Linked DNA regions of Mus musculus: region 2 is linked to region 1. The links are chromatin contacts, called in public HiChIP or PLAC-seq maps. All regions are on one chromosome and are shown on one strand. Each heading gives the region's core, a stretch centred on a gene start, on an enhancer-like site or on the middle of the called end of the contact. The rest is flanking DNA. Distances are from core to core; before and after follow the strand shown. Region 1 overlaps Dlg2 (discs large MAGUK scaffold protein 2). Region 2 has its middle 39 kb from the start of Ccdc90b.

The links. HiChIP or PLAC-seq counts read pairs in DNA pulled down with a chosen protein or histone mark.
Region 2: a RAD21 HiChIP or PLAC-seq map of pro-B cells shows a contact between it and region 1, with 4 times the contacts expected there. The contact joins two enhancer-like sites. A contact is called at or near these places in 1 of 15 datasets of contacts at CTCF or cohesin (pro-B cells), 4 of 484 Hi-C or Micro-C datasets (the 63-12 cell line, the AML12 cell line, immediate neuronal precursor and 1 more), 1 of 115 datasets of contacts at active chromatin or transcription factors (large pre-B cells) and 1 of 9 other capture datasets (pancreatic islet).

Annotation. Positions count from the first base shown.
Region 1 is chr7:92,419,820-92,425,871 of GRCm38.p6, forward strand. All of the region lies in intron 17 of Dlg2 (discs large MAGUK scaffold protein 2), which reads left to right. Among named protein-coding and RNA genes, the nearest start is that of Ccdc90b, 140 kb to the right of the region's middle. Within about 2 kb of position 4,787, at least 23 of the 459 cell types and tissues checked have an H3K27ac peak or open chromatin away from gene starts, as enhancers often do. A contact at or near this core is called in the 63-12 cell line and pro-B cells, where this site is marked.
Region 2 is chr7:92,519,190-92,524,979 of GRCm38.p6, forward strand. No RefSeq gene overlaps it. Among named protein-coding and RNA genes, the nearest start is that of Ccdc90b, 39 kb to the right of the region's middle. Within about 2 kb of position 1,847, at least 6 of the 459 cell types and tissues checked have an H3K27ac peak or open chromatin away from gene starts, as enhancers often do. A contact at or near this core is called in the 63-12 cell line and pro-B cells, where this site is marked.

The sequences.
Region 1 (6,052 bases), core at 3,537-6,036:
TTTCCTCTTTCTTAAATATTGCCAAATAGTTGAAAGTCAAGTAGTCGCGTATATATCATGTTAGTAATGGGACATATGAAACTCATACGTTACACTCAACCAACTCGTCAGCTGAACAACAATATACATATCTCTGTTATATTAACCAAGTCCTTTAGGAGGAATTAAACATAACTCATGCCAGATCCTGCACTGGGTATCAGACCCACTTATCTTCTGTCTGCTCCATTCTCCCAGAATTTAATTGCTATTCCAGCAAGGATTATAGAATAAAACCTAAGTCGTGAGACATTTCTCAGGGACTTACTGCTTCCTCCCATATTTTCTACTCACTGAAGCAGGAAAGAGTTTCAAGAATTCCTTTTAGACCTGAGGATTTGCTTGCAAAGTATTTAAATAGAAAATAAAATTGAAGGGACTTCAGGGATCAGCTGGTAAATGCAGTCTCCCTTCAAAATAATTAGGGCTAAAACAGAGACCCAGAAAATCGCTTACATGGCAGTGGACACACACTGTCCTTCCCAATACCACGCTATGGGTGTGGTATATTATTTATAGTAAGAATATCACTTGAGTTGCTACTGTTTGATAATGAGAGGTACTTTTTTTTTTCCTAAGAAACAGCGGTTTCATGTAAACTGGCAATAAAGTTTTCATCTTTCTCTTATCTGGATTCTCTTAGTGCAATCTCTTCTGCAGCCTTTCACTTGCCTTTGCTTACATTTCCAGTAGCTTTGCATGGGTGTGTCCTTTCCCTTCTGGCTGCTCTCTGACGCTTGATCCTTCTTTAATTTGCTGTGCTGTCCTTGCAGAACACGTCTCTTCTAATGCCAGCGATAGCGAAAGTAGCTGCCGTAAGTTACTGCTTGGGCTTGTGGTTCTTTTCTTTGCGGTTGCCCCCATCGTCTGTGGTAGTCATTTCGCTGCCTTTTTTTTTTTTTTTTTTTTTTTTTTTTTTTTTTTTTTTTTGGTCATCCTTCTCTGAAGCAAATGGCTTGAAACAAAATCAGCATTTGATGTGGAAAGATACAAATGACACGGGCACCACCCGTGAACCCTAACGTGATGTATGCACACAGGCACAGCTTTTCTAATACCAATTCCAACCTCAACTGGTTGACATCCCCATGGTGGATGATTTTGACACCCAATCAGCTGAAATCAATGTAATCTCCCCGGAGGAGAGAAAGTCATGATTCCATCCTCCTCCTTTTGCTTTTTTCCCTTCTCCTGGAACAGAAATATTTCTAACGTACGGTGTTCTGTTAAATCAGATGTCTTTTTTTATCAGTTTCTCCTTGATTAATATTTTAAGACACATAGCATATCTTATGTGTCTAACCTTATCTGAGGAATGGTTGGGAAGTTGATAAAAATACTTCATCTAATGCTGAAAGAAATTTTAAAAACTTTTTAGGTCACTAAACATAATGGAAAAGGTAGGTAACTACTTTAAAATGTTCTCTGGTCACCTCAAGCCATTTGCTTAGTATAGGGAAACATTCTCCAAATAACAAGCACATTCTTCTAATCAACTCTCACTGTTTCCTGCTGCCTAGTGACTGGTCTTTGGTGACTAATACAAGTACCTATTACCACTGGGGTCCTTATGTCTTTAATATTAACTTGCAATCCTTAGCAAACTGGGTTACCCAAAAAAAAAAAAAAAAAAAAAAAAAAACGGTTGACAAGGTTATCAGAAAACTGCAGGCTCAATACATGAGCCAAAGAAATAAATACCAATGTAGAAATTGGTATTGTCTTCTGCTTGAATACTAATTGAAAAGTAGAAGTGTTTGGGGCATCTCTGTCCCACCCCGCTATAGTATGATGTATTATAAAACCATGCCTTTAGAGGCAGAGTGCTAATACGTACATGTGATCTGGAGTTGGAGGAGGGTTTTGAAGGAGCCTGGTGGCCAGCAGAAAACACATACACTAGAGACAGATGTCAGTTAATGATAGGGATCAGAAAAGGAAGGTGACATGGACCAAAGACTGAAATGACAAACTTGCAACAAGCTGCCCAGGCAGAATACTAAAGTTGCATAGTTGTCATATTGATGAAGGTGTTATTAAGAGAGGAAATTCCTAACTCTCAATGATGGAAGGGTTCAGAGTTCTTGTGTTCAACATGGCTACAATCTTCCTACTCTTATGGTTAACCCAACGTTAGGATAAAGAAAAATTGCCTTTCCCGTTTCTCATTGTTTGGTTGGGTTTTGTTTGTTTGTTTGTTTTTTTGTTTTGTTTTGTTTTTTAATTCAGAAACCAGCCAGGAAAAAAAGGCCAAAAATTATTTCAATGATTCCATAAACCACTCCCAATTTTTCATGGGGAGAAATGTGACTTACTGATTTGGTTTTATGAAGACCACTAACACTAATCTCCTTGGTTTTCAATTTTCAAGGACTTTGCTCCCATTCAGCACACAGCCATAGAAAAAGAGAATATCATCCCTTGCTCTTCCCTCCTCTTTATGGGGTGTACCTACAGTGACTACCTTCTCTTTGGGAAATTACAGTTTTAGATTTTTTTTTCAGAACCACTAAGTCGTAGAATTTAAGATTAAGGCCCCATCATCAAAGCTTTTGCAGACGAGGTGCCACAATGACACCAATCATATTTTACTCTCCCAAATTATAGCCGCACACAAATATTCACTGAGGGAATGAAGGATATAACTCTATACCCTTTAAACTGTGAGAAGAGAGTTGCAGTTGAAATCATTACGTTAGTAAGGCAGATGTGTGCCTACCAGCCTCCACTTCTAAAACGTAATTCAGACGTCTGCTCCCCCTAATAAAGCAACATCAGTACATCCAGCATGTCAAATTACAGAGGGTATTGCGTTGGCATGTGAGTTTCCCTCCAAAGTTAAAAGGAACAGTCACGGCTTCAATTGGCAGCTTCTGCGTGAAAGGATACCTTTCACAGCACTATAAAAGCCAATGTGAAAATTGATCAAGCCTGGATCTCAGTGCGCATGTCCTGGGAGAGGGAGTTCAATCCATGAACGGGAATAGCACTCCGGGACAAGCAGCGCAACAGCACTGCTTCCAGACAGGACAGGACCTGTGTGCTACACTTTGGAAAGAAGAGCGCTTGTCAAAAGGAAGAGAGGAACTTCCTGTGAGGGCCAGTGCCAGGACAAAAAGATAGGTGGGGCCAAGACATGTGTTCAAGAAAGAGGCAACTTTGACATCAAGATCGGCTGTATTTTTCTACTGAATTTCTGGCTTTTGCTATAATCAAGACTATCTTTATGTCTCATAAATAGACATACAAACAATTATGGAAAGACTCTTTGCCAATATGAAAAGTGTTCCATCTGGAGACAGCATAGCTTTATGAAAAGTGGGTGGTACAAAATTGTTCAAGGCTACTGTAGGGCACAGTACACAAAGCCCCATTCGCACTATGTTCTGAAGACACACAGCCCTGCACATGCATGTCTACAAGCCTCCACTTCTAAAACATAATTCAGATACCTGCTGCGCCAAATCATGCATTACTTTTCTAAGTAAAACTAGATTGAGTAGCAGCTAAAATGTTAATTAACATGCATATTGCCTAATTATACAAATGCAACTTCAAAACCTTAACTATTGGATAGTTCCCTATTTCTGTCTACTGATAAAATAGTAAAGTTATGGCTCATGGTTTTGTATATGCCTTCTGTATACACCTTCCAATTGTCCTTGTATTTGGAGGCAATAAATACCAAATGGGAATTATCAGCACCAGGCAAACCTCTATAGCTAGTGCCTCCCCTTCACAAAGCTCCATCAAGCTCTTTACACAAAATGGATGTATGCGAGTTGAAAAATCATCCTTCTTGCCCACCGGTATTCATCAGTTAAGTTAGGATATTCCAAATGAGGATCTTGAGGAAATGGCCTGAGTGTAGTATCTGAGATGAGGAAACCCCAGACTTCTCTGCAAAGGTTGGTAACCCTGACCCCCATACTTTCTATGCTACTCTACTTTTCACAAGTATTGCCCATAACTGCCTTTAGTTCTTTCATTCTGGTTATCTCATTTAACTACTGTAATGACACTATTACTAGGGAGGTCTTACCTTGACAGCCTACTTTGTGCAGGAGGCACCTAGAGCCTTAGGGATTGTGTATCCCACCAGTAAGCAGTAACCCTGAAGTCTGTTATTCTGACTCCCATGCACTCTTTATCCTATGGTTTATAAAAGCTCAGCTTCTTGCTGTGTAAGCCAATACTTTGCAAACACTCTGTGCTACTCACCAGATAATTAAGGCCAAAGCTGCTTCCAGTGTTACCTATATACTAAGCCTGAGTTTAAGGGCCTTCTCATGGCTGAGAAATTTAATCTTCTGACTATCCTGTGGAGACACTGAGCTAACAAATGGATGTAAACCAAGATGCCGACGGTAGCCAATTGGAAATAGCTGCTTGAAGAGTTGTATAGAGGAGCTAGAGAGATAGCTCCTCAGCTAAGAATACTGGCTCTTCTTCCAGAAGATCTAAGTTTGATTCCCAGTACACACATGGAGACTTGCAACTGTCTGTAACTCCAGTTCCAAGAGGACCCAATGCCCTTTTTTGGCCTCCACAGGCACCAGGCCTGCAAGGAGGCAAAACACCCAGACTAATAAAAGAAGAAAAAATAATGAGTAAAAATTTTTGTAGCCACACTTCAGACAGTGACTGCTGTATGATTTCCCACTGAGGGCACAGAATGGAGGAATGCCACCACGTGCTACATATTTGCCACCCTAACATGCCCTGGTGCTAAGATTCTCAGACTCTGGGAAGTAGACTGATTCTTGATAGCCATCCGGTGGCTTCTTAAGTGCTAAGAAGTAAGTTTAGAATGTTATACACAACATTAAGAGCCCCAGCCCCAGCCCCAGCCCCCTCTTTGATTTCTTGTTTCCAAAACCTCAGAACAGGAGCTTCTTTTTTCTCTCTCGGGAAAGAGGACTAAGGTCTTGCTCTAGCCATGCATCGATGCAGCAAGCTCCTGATTCACACACACTCCCAGGATTGTGCAGAGTTCTGTTAGAAAACAGCTCTGCCAAGTGTCTGACAGCTGCAAACCCACAGCCTGTGCTGTTTGCCCACTGCCAACCACAAAGTTGCCAAAACAAGACCGAGAATAGTCTGTACCTTTTGCCAGCTGTTATCCTAAGTGCCAAACTCTTGTGAGAAGAGAGAGAGAGAGAGAGGGAGAGAGAGAGAGAGAGAGAGAGAGAGAGAGGGAGAGAGAACCTAACTAAGGATGACATGATTACAGAGATGTTATACCAACAGAGAGTATGAGAAAGCAGAAGCGCTGGTATTTACAGGTGGACCTGGACCTCTTCAGGCCTCTTGATGACTCTACCTTCTTTTGTGGCCCATGCCCTTTGTTCACTGCAAGCTCTGGTGAGTCCCAGGGAAAAATCTACATCTCCCGCCCTCCTGGGAGTGTATGATATACTCAACAGAGAAAAACAAATGTGGACTTAAATCTTGTCTTTGCCACTTAATAGCTGAGCGAATGGGCCTCACTAAAGGCTTGAACCTCAGCTTCTCCATCTATAAAATGGGTCACCAGAGTACCAATTACCCAAGAAATTTTGTGGAAACAAGAAGCCAGTGATGGGAAAGCAAAGGCCCTCAAGAATGGCATGGAGACATGCACTTTTCTCTCTCTTCATTGCCAGCTTCTGATGCACACACAGTGTACATCTTGCACAGGGCCATAACAATCACAGAGAATGACACGATACCCCCTGCCAGCACTACTGCTCTGAATGAAAACCAGTTCCCTCCGTAAGAAGCATACCACAAAACAGTGGACAAATAATTCTCTCATGAAAGAAAAGCTGTGCTTGTCCCGGTTTTCTGAACCACACGCGACACAGAGTGACATCAGATGTGACTTAAGATTCGTGTCCGGAAGATCCCATTCGGGTGATCTGCAGCATGACTGGAAAGAGATTCAGACAGAAGCGTGACGTGTTGCGGTTATTTAGAGGAAACTGTATTTCCCAAAGTGAAGGGATTGTATTCACAGACACGCAGAGCAGAA
Region 2 (5,790 bases), core at 597-3,096, 96 kb after region 1:
TGGTCCAAGTTTGGCTGTGAGTATCTGCATCTGTTTCAGTCCACTACTGGGTAGAGCCTCCTGTCATACCTGTCATTTGGAGTCTAGGTTACCTCACTCAGAATATTTTCTAGTTCCATCCATTTGACTTCAAAATTCATGATGTCCTTGTTTTAAATAGCTGAATAGTATTCCATTGTGTAGATGTACCACATTTTCTGTATCCATTCTTCTGTTGAGGGACACCTGTGTTGTTTCTCCTTTCATACTTGTGGTAAAATCCTTGTTGAAAAAATATGTGAGAAAGAAACAGAATCAACCACAGTTATTTTTAGGAATATTATGTTGTAGACATAAAGTGTTAAGTACCTAAGGAGCTGTGCTAACTGCTTAATATGGTGCTAGCGGAGCTCAGAAGAGTCAAAGGGACAACTGTTGGTAATAATGTAAATTAGCCCAGATACTATGAAACTAAGTATGGAAGGTCTTCAAAATATTAAAACTAGAACCACCAAACAGTTCTGCAACACTACTCCTGGGAATATCCACCCAAGCAATGGAAGTTAGCATACAATAGAGAGACACCTGTTTGTTCACATTGTTGACAGAAGCATTTATAACAGTTAAGCTGTAGAATCAACGTAGATGTCCACCACCAGATGAATGAAGAGTGTAAATGTGGGATATAATTCCATTATAGAGGAATGAAAATATGATCTTTGCAAGGCAATGGATGGAACTAGAAAATCTCCGTGTCATACAAGATAAGCCAGCTGCAGGAAGACAAATACTACATGTTTTCTTGTATGCAAATCTAAAAAAAAATTTTAAAGCATGAAAGAAAAGGAACTATTTGGGAAGAAGAAAAGTACCAGTATAGAAGAGGATGAACAATAGAGGGTGATAGGGAAGTGAATGATCAAAGTACTGTATATATGTATATATGTATATATGTATACATGCATATATATATATATGTGTATATATATATGTATGTCAATTTTTTAAAAAATCAGTATGTGCTAGTAAAACATATTAAAAATTCAAATAAATGTGACAGGAAAGAGACATAGTTTTAAAATCTTATTTCAGGGAGGTGACATGGAGTCTAGGGATTCAAGACTGGTTTCACAAGTTACTCAGCTTAGTCAGGCTTATAGAGATGTGTCTAGAGTTGACAGGCAATCATTGCTACGGGCCATAGAACAAAACTCTGTGAAACAGACCTCAGGGAGAAAAAGACACTTTATGTGGGAGAGATATTGGGCACCTGAGTGGAGATTACAATGCTCAAAGGGAGGTCAGCTAACACAAACACTCCTTCAGCCTCGCACTGTGCTGTTAGACAGCCTCAGGCTGGATGGGACTCTCAACACATGCTCATTCCCTGCTTAGTACCTACACTTTGAAACCTCATGCAAACCTAGGTGTCCTTGAAATGATAGCACTCTAAACTTCTCTTAACCTAATTACAGGTAGTGCAGTGCAATTAGGCTAAGAGTATCGTCTTCCTATTGTAATCAGTCTCTAGCCTAGAGGTGTAGATGTTTTTTATTCACCCGTTCTTTGCTTCTTGGTATCTATTTTTAGCCTATGTCTCTGAAACTTCTTTCAGAAAATGGAGCAGAGCTCTCAAATGACTCCCGTATTTTAATGCTTACTTGTTCTCTTCCTTTTAAAAAAAAAAAAAAAAGTCATTTTCATTATACTATCAGAGTAAACCCTCGTGTGCACATACCAATGGATTTAAGACAATGAGCCAAGTGTACTAACTGGCAGCGCTTTTTAACAAATACTCAGAATGAGACAGTACCCTGGGGAGCTTCACAAAGCCAGCTCTTCTATGCCTTGGTGTTTCTGTATAGGGCGCCCTCTGCAGGAATTCCCTCTCATTTGCACTCTGTCTCATTTGCACTCCCTCTCAGGTTAGTTTCGTCTGGCTTTGGAGCAAAGGCCACTTAACATTTGCCTCTTTCTTTTTGTTTGTTTGTTTGGTTGTTTGGTTGGTTGTTTGGTTGGTTGGTTGGTTGGTTGGGTTTTGTTAGTTTTGGTCATTTGTCTTGTTTCGTTTTGCACTGGGCCCTAAGGGAAAAATGAACCACTTTCCAGCTTGGGTCCCTGAAAGATTCAGCCTGCCTACAGGAATATACTCTTGGTTTTTGTTTGTTTGGTTGGTTGGTTTTATTTTGTTTTTTAACTTATGAGCATTTTTCTCATTTGTTATGCCTTAGTTCTTTTTTAACTACTACCACCTACACAGAGGATTCCCAAAGTACAACAAACAATATAATGTTTTCCATACCGTAGAATCTTTAAAAAAAAAAAAAACAAATTTTTTATTAGATATTTTCTTCATTTACATTTCAAATGCTATCCCAAAAGTTCCCTATACCCTCCCCCCGCCTTGCTCTCCAACCCACCCACTTCTGCTTTCTAGCCCTGGCATTCCCCTGTACTGGGGCATATAATCTTTGCAAGACCAAGGGTCTCTCCTCCCAGTGATGGCCGACTAGGCCATCTTCTGCTACATATGCAGCTAGAGACACAAGCTCTGAGGAGGTACTGGTTATTTCATATTGTTGTTCTTCCTGTAGGCTTAGAGGCCCCTTCGGCTCCTTGGGTACTTTCTCCAGCTCCTCCATTGGGGTCCCTGTGATCCATTCAATAGATGACTGTGAGCATCCACTTCTGTATTTGCCAGCCACTGGCATAACGTCACAAGAGAAAGCTATATCAGGGTCATGTCAGCAAAATCTTGCTGGCATATGCAATAGTGTCTGCATTTGGTGGCTGATTATGGTATGGATCCCCAGATGGGGCAGTCTCTGCATGGTCGTTCCTTCCGTCTCAGCTCCAAACTTAGTCTCTGTAACTCCTTCCATGGGTATTTTGCTCCCCATTCTAAGGAGTGAGGTATCCACACTTTGGTCTTCCTTCTTCTTGAGTTTCATGTGTTTTGCAAATTTTATCACACTGTAAAATCTTTATACGAGTTTCCTATCTCAGGACCTTAGATGCCATCCTCCTAGAAAACATACCCAAAAAATTTCTATAAGTATCTCCAGATGATAAATCCTTCCTTCCTTGGTGCAACTCTGGAAATCAGAAGACAATTTATAAGACTCTCCCCAGTACGTGGGTCTCAGGAATCCAACTCAGGTCATCAGGATTGGCCCCAAGCACCTTTCCTCTCTGAGCCATCTTGCCAGCCCCTAAGCACACTTTACAGTCAGTAGCCCCTCCTTACCCACAGGTCTGAGGTTTCAGTTGATCAAGTTCAACCACAACCTGAAAACACAAAATGGAAAACTTCAGGAAAAAAGTCAATTCACTACTTTTAAACTGTGTACTCTTGCAAATAGTGTGACACCTCCCACTGCAGCATTTTGTCACTCAGAAGTGGATCATCACTTTATCCAGCACATTTACTATTCAGCCTTTCATTACTTAGTAGCTCTCTCCATCACAATATGGTCTATCAGGGTAGCACAGTACTTATGTTCAGATCTTACTCAGTCCCCAGGGCAAGAGTGATAACGACCTGAGTTCAGTTCTGCTGATCTGATCTCATAGCATTTGCTTTGAGTGAAAAGGTGAAAGTCTAATAAAGTATTTTGAAAAGCAGCAGTATTCATATAATTTTTATTACATTCTATTATCAGTATTTTATTTTTGTTGCTGTTGATCTGTTACTATGCCTAACTGACATACTAAACATTATACAGATATGCACAATTCTCTAACTCATCCAGTTTCTGGCATCATTTTACTCTTAGAACATATCCCCTGTGAGGAAGGAAGGTGGATGCAAGATTGCCACTGAGGGCAGTTTCCCCATTGGAATCTAAAATTTGCATGTGGGCTCTGAGGGCACTGAGGGACTGAGAATGAGGCGTCCACAGAAATGAAACCATTAAAAGAAAGAGATGGCCCTCAACATATGATGGGTTGTAGCCCAACTAACCAGTTACAAATTGAAAATACTTCCTCCCAAATATCATAACTTATCAATGTAGTTCATTGGACAATGTACTCAATACAGTGTACTGGCTGTTTTCCCCATATGATTGTATAAGTAACTGGCAGCCACACATACTTGGGCAACAGTGAGAATATTGTGGTATATATCAGTAGCCTGGGGAAAAAGCAAAGTTCAATCCAGTTGTATTGAATATGTATCACTTTCGGATCATAGCTGAGAAATTGTAAATCAAGCTGTCATGTCAGATATACATGTGTCTGCTCATTCATTTGAGGCAACTGGTTCACACAACTATGAAGGTTAGTGAATCCAAAACTCAAGGAAGTCCTGCAGGAAAGTACTGAAGTTCAACCCTAAGGCTGTCTGCTGGCAGAGTTCCTTCCTGCCCACAAGAAGTCAGCCTTTACTCTCTTCAGCTCTTCAACTTGTACATGAGATCCACTCACAGGATAGAAGAGAACCCATTTTACTCTAGTTCACTTATTTAAGGATAAATTATGTCAAGAAACACTCTCAGAAAAACATCCAAAAGAGTGTTTAACCAAATACTTGGGCTCTGTGGCCCACCCCACCTAAAATTGACACAAGATTATCTATAATTTGGGTTTTGTCTCTTTGCTTTTAACGACCTCAGCGCCCAGCAGACTTAATTAAAATAGAAGGAGCTGCTGAATGAATGAAGTCCATATACAGAAGCATCCCTGGAGGAGTTGAAGCATCTAGTTCAGTATAGTCTAAGCATTTTCTTTCTTGATTTGTCAGTATAATGTGAAGGCTGCTAAAACAGCAGCAATGTTCTAGGTAGAGTGTAATGGATAACTAATGTACAGGGGAAATGTTAAGAAAAAAAAAATTCCATGAAAAGAAAAACAAAGAACTGGGAGATATAAATGCTTGCCACACACCTGATACCCTAAGTTTCATCTCTGGAAGCTAAGTAAAAATCCAGATGTGGTAGCACACATCTGTAATCCCAAAATTCATATGACAATATTGGATAACAGATACACAGAATCAGCCAGAAGCTCACCTGCACAGTACAATGGCAAAGCAAGAGTCAGCCTCACAAGCCCCTTCCGCTCCACTCGAGCCCCGAGGTACCTTGCCAGCGGAGTCTCGCCCAACACCCGCAAGGGCCCACACAGGATTCCCCACGGGATCCTAAGACCTCTAGTGAGTGGAACACAACTCCTGCCAGGAGTCTGGTTCGAACACCAGATATCTGGATACCCTCCCTGCAAGAACAGAGCTTGCCTGCAGAGAATACTCTGCCCACTCAAACTAAGGAGAGAGCTGCCCTCCCAGGTCTGCTTATAGAGGCTAACAGGGTCACCTGAAGAACAAGCTCTTAACAGAGACAACTATAACAGCTAGCTTCAGAGATTACCAGATGGCGAAAGGCAAACTTAAGAATCCTACTAACAGAAATCAAGACCACTCACCATCATCAGAACGAAGCACTCCCACCCCACCTAGTCCTGGGCACCCCAACACAACCGAAAAGCTAGACCCAGATTTAAAAACATTTCTCATGATGATGATAGAGTACATCAAGAAGGACTTTCATAAGTCACTTAAAGAATTACAGGAGAGCACTGCTAAAGAGTTACAGGCCCTTAAAGAAAAGCAGGAAAACACAACCAAAGAGGTAGAAGTCCTTAAATAAAAACAGGAAAACACATCTAAACAGGTGATGGAAATGAACAAAACCATACTAGAACTAAAAAGGGAAGTAGACACAATAAAGAAAACCCAAAGGGAGGCAAGGCTGGAGATAGAAACCCTAGGAAAGGGTGCAGTTGCTAGTCTCTCCTCCCCAGAAATTCGAG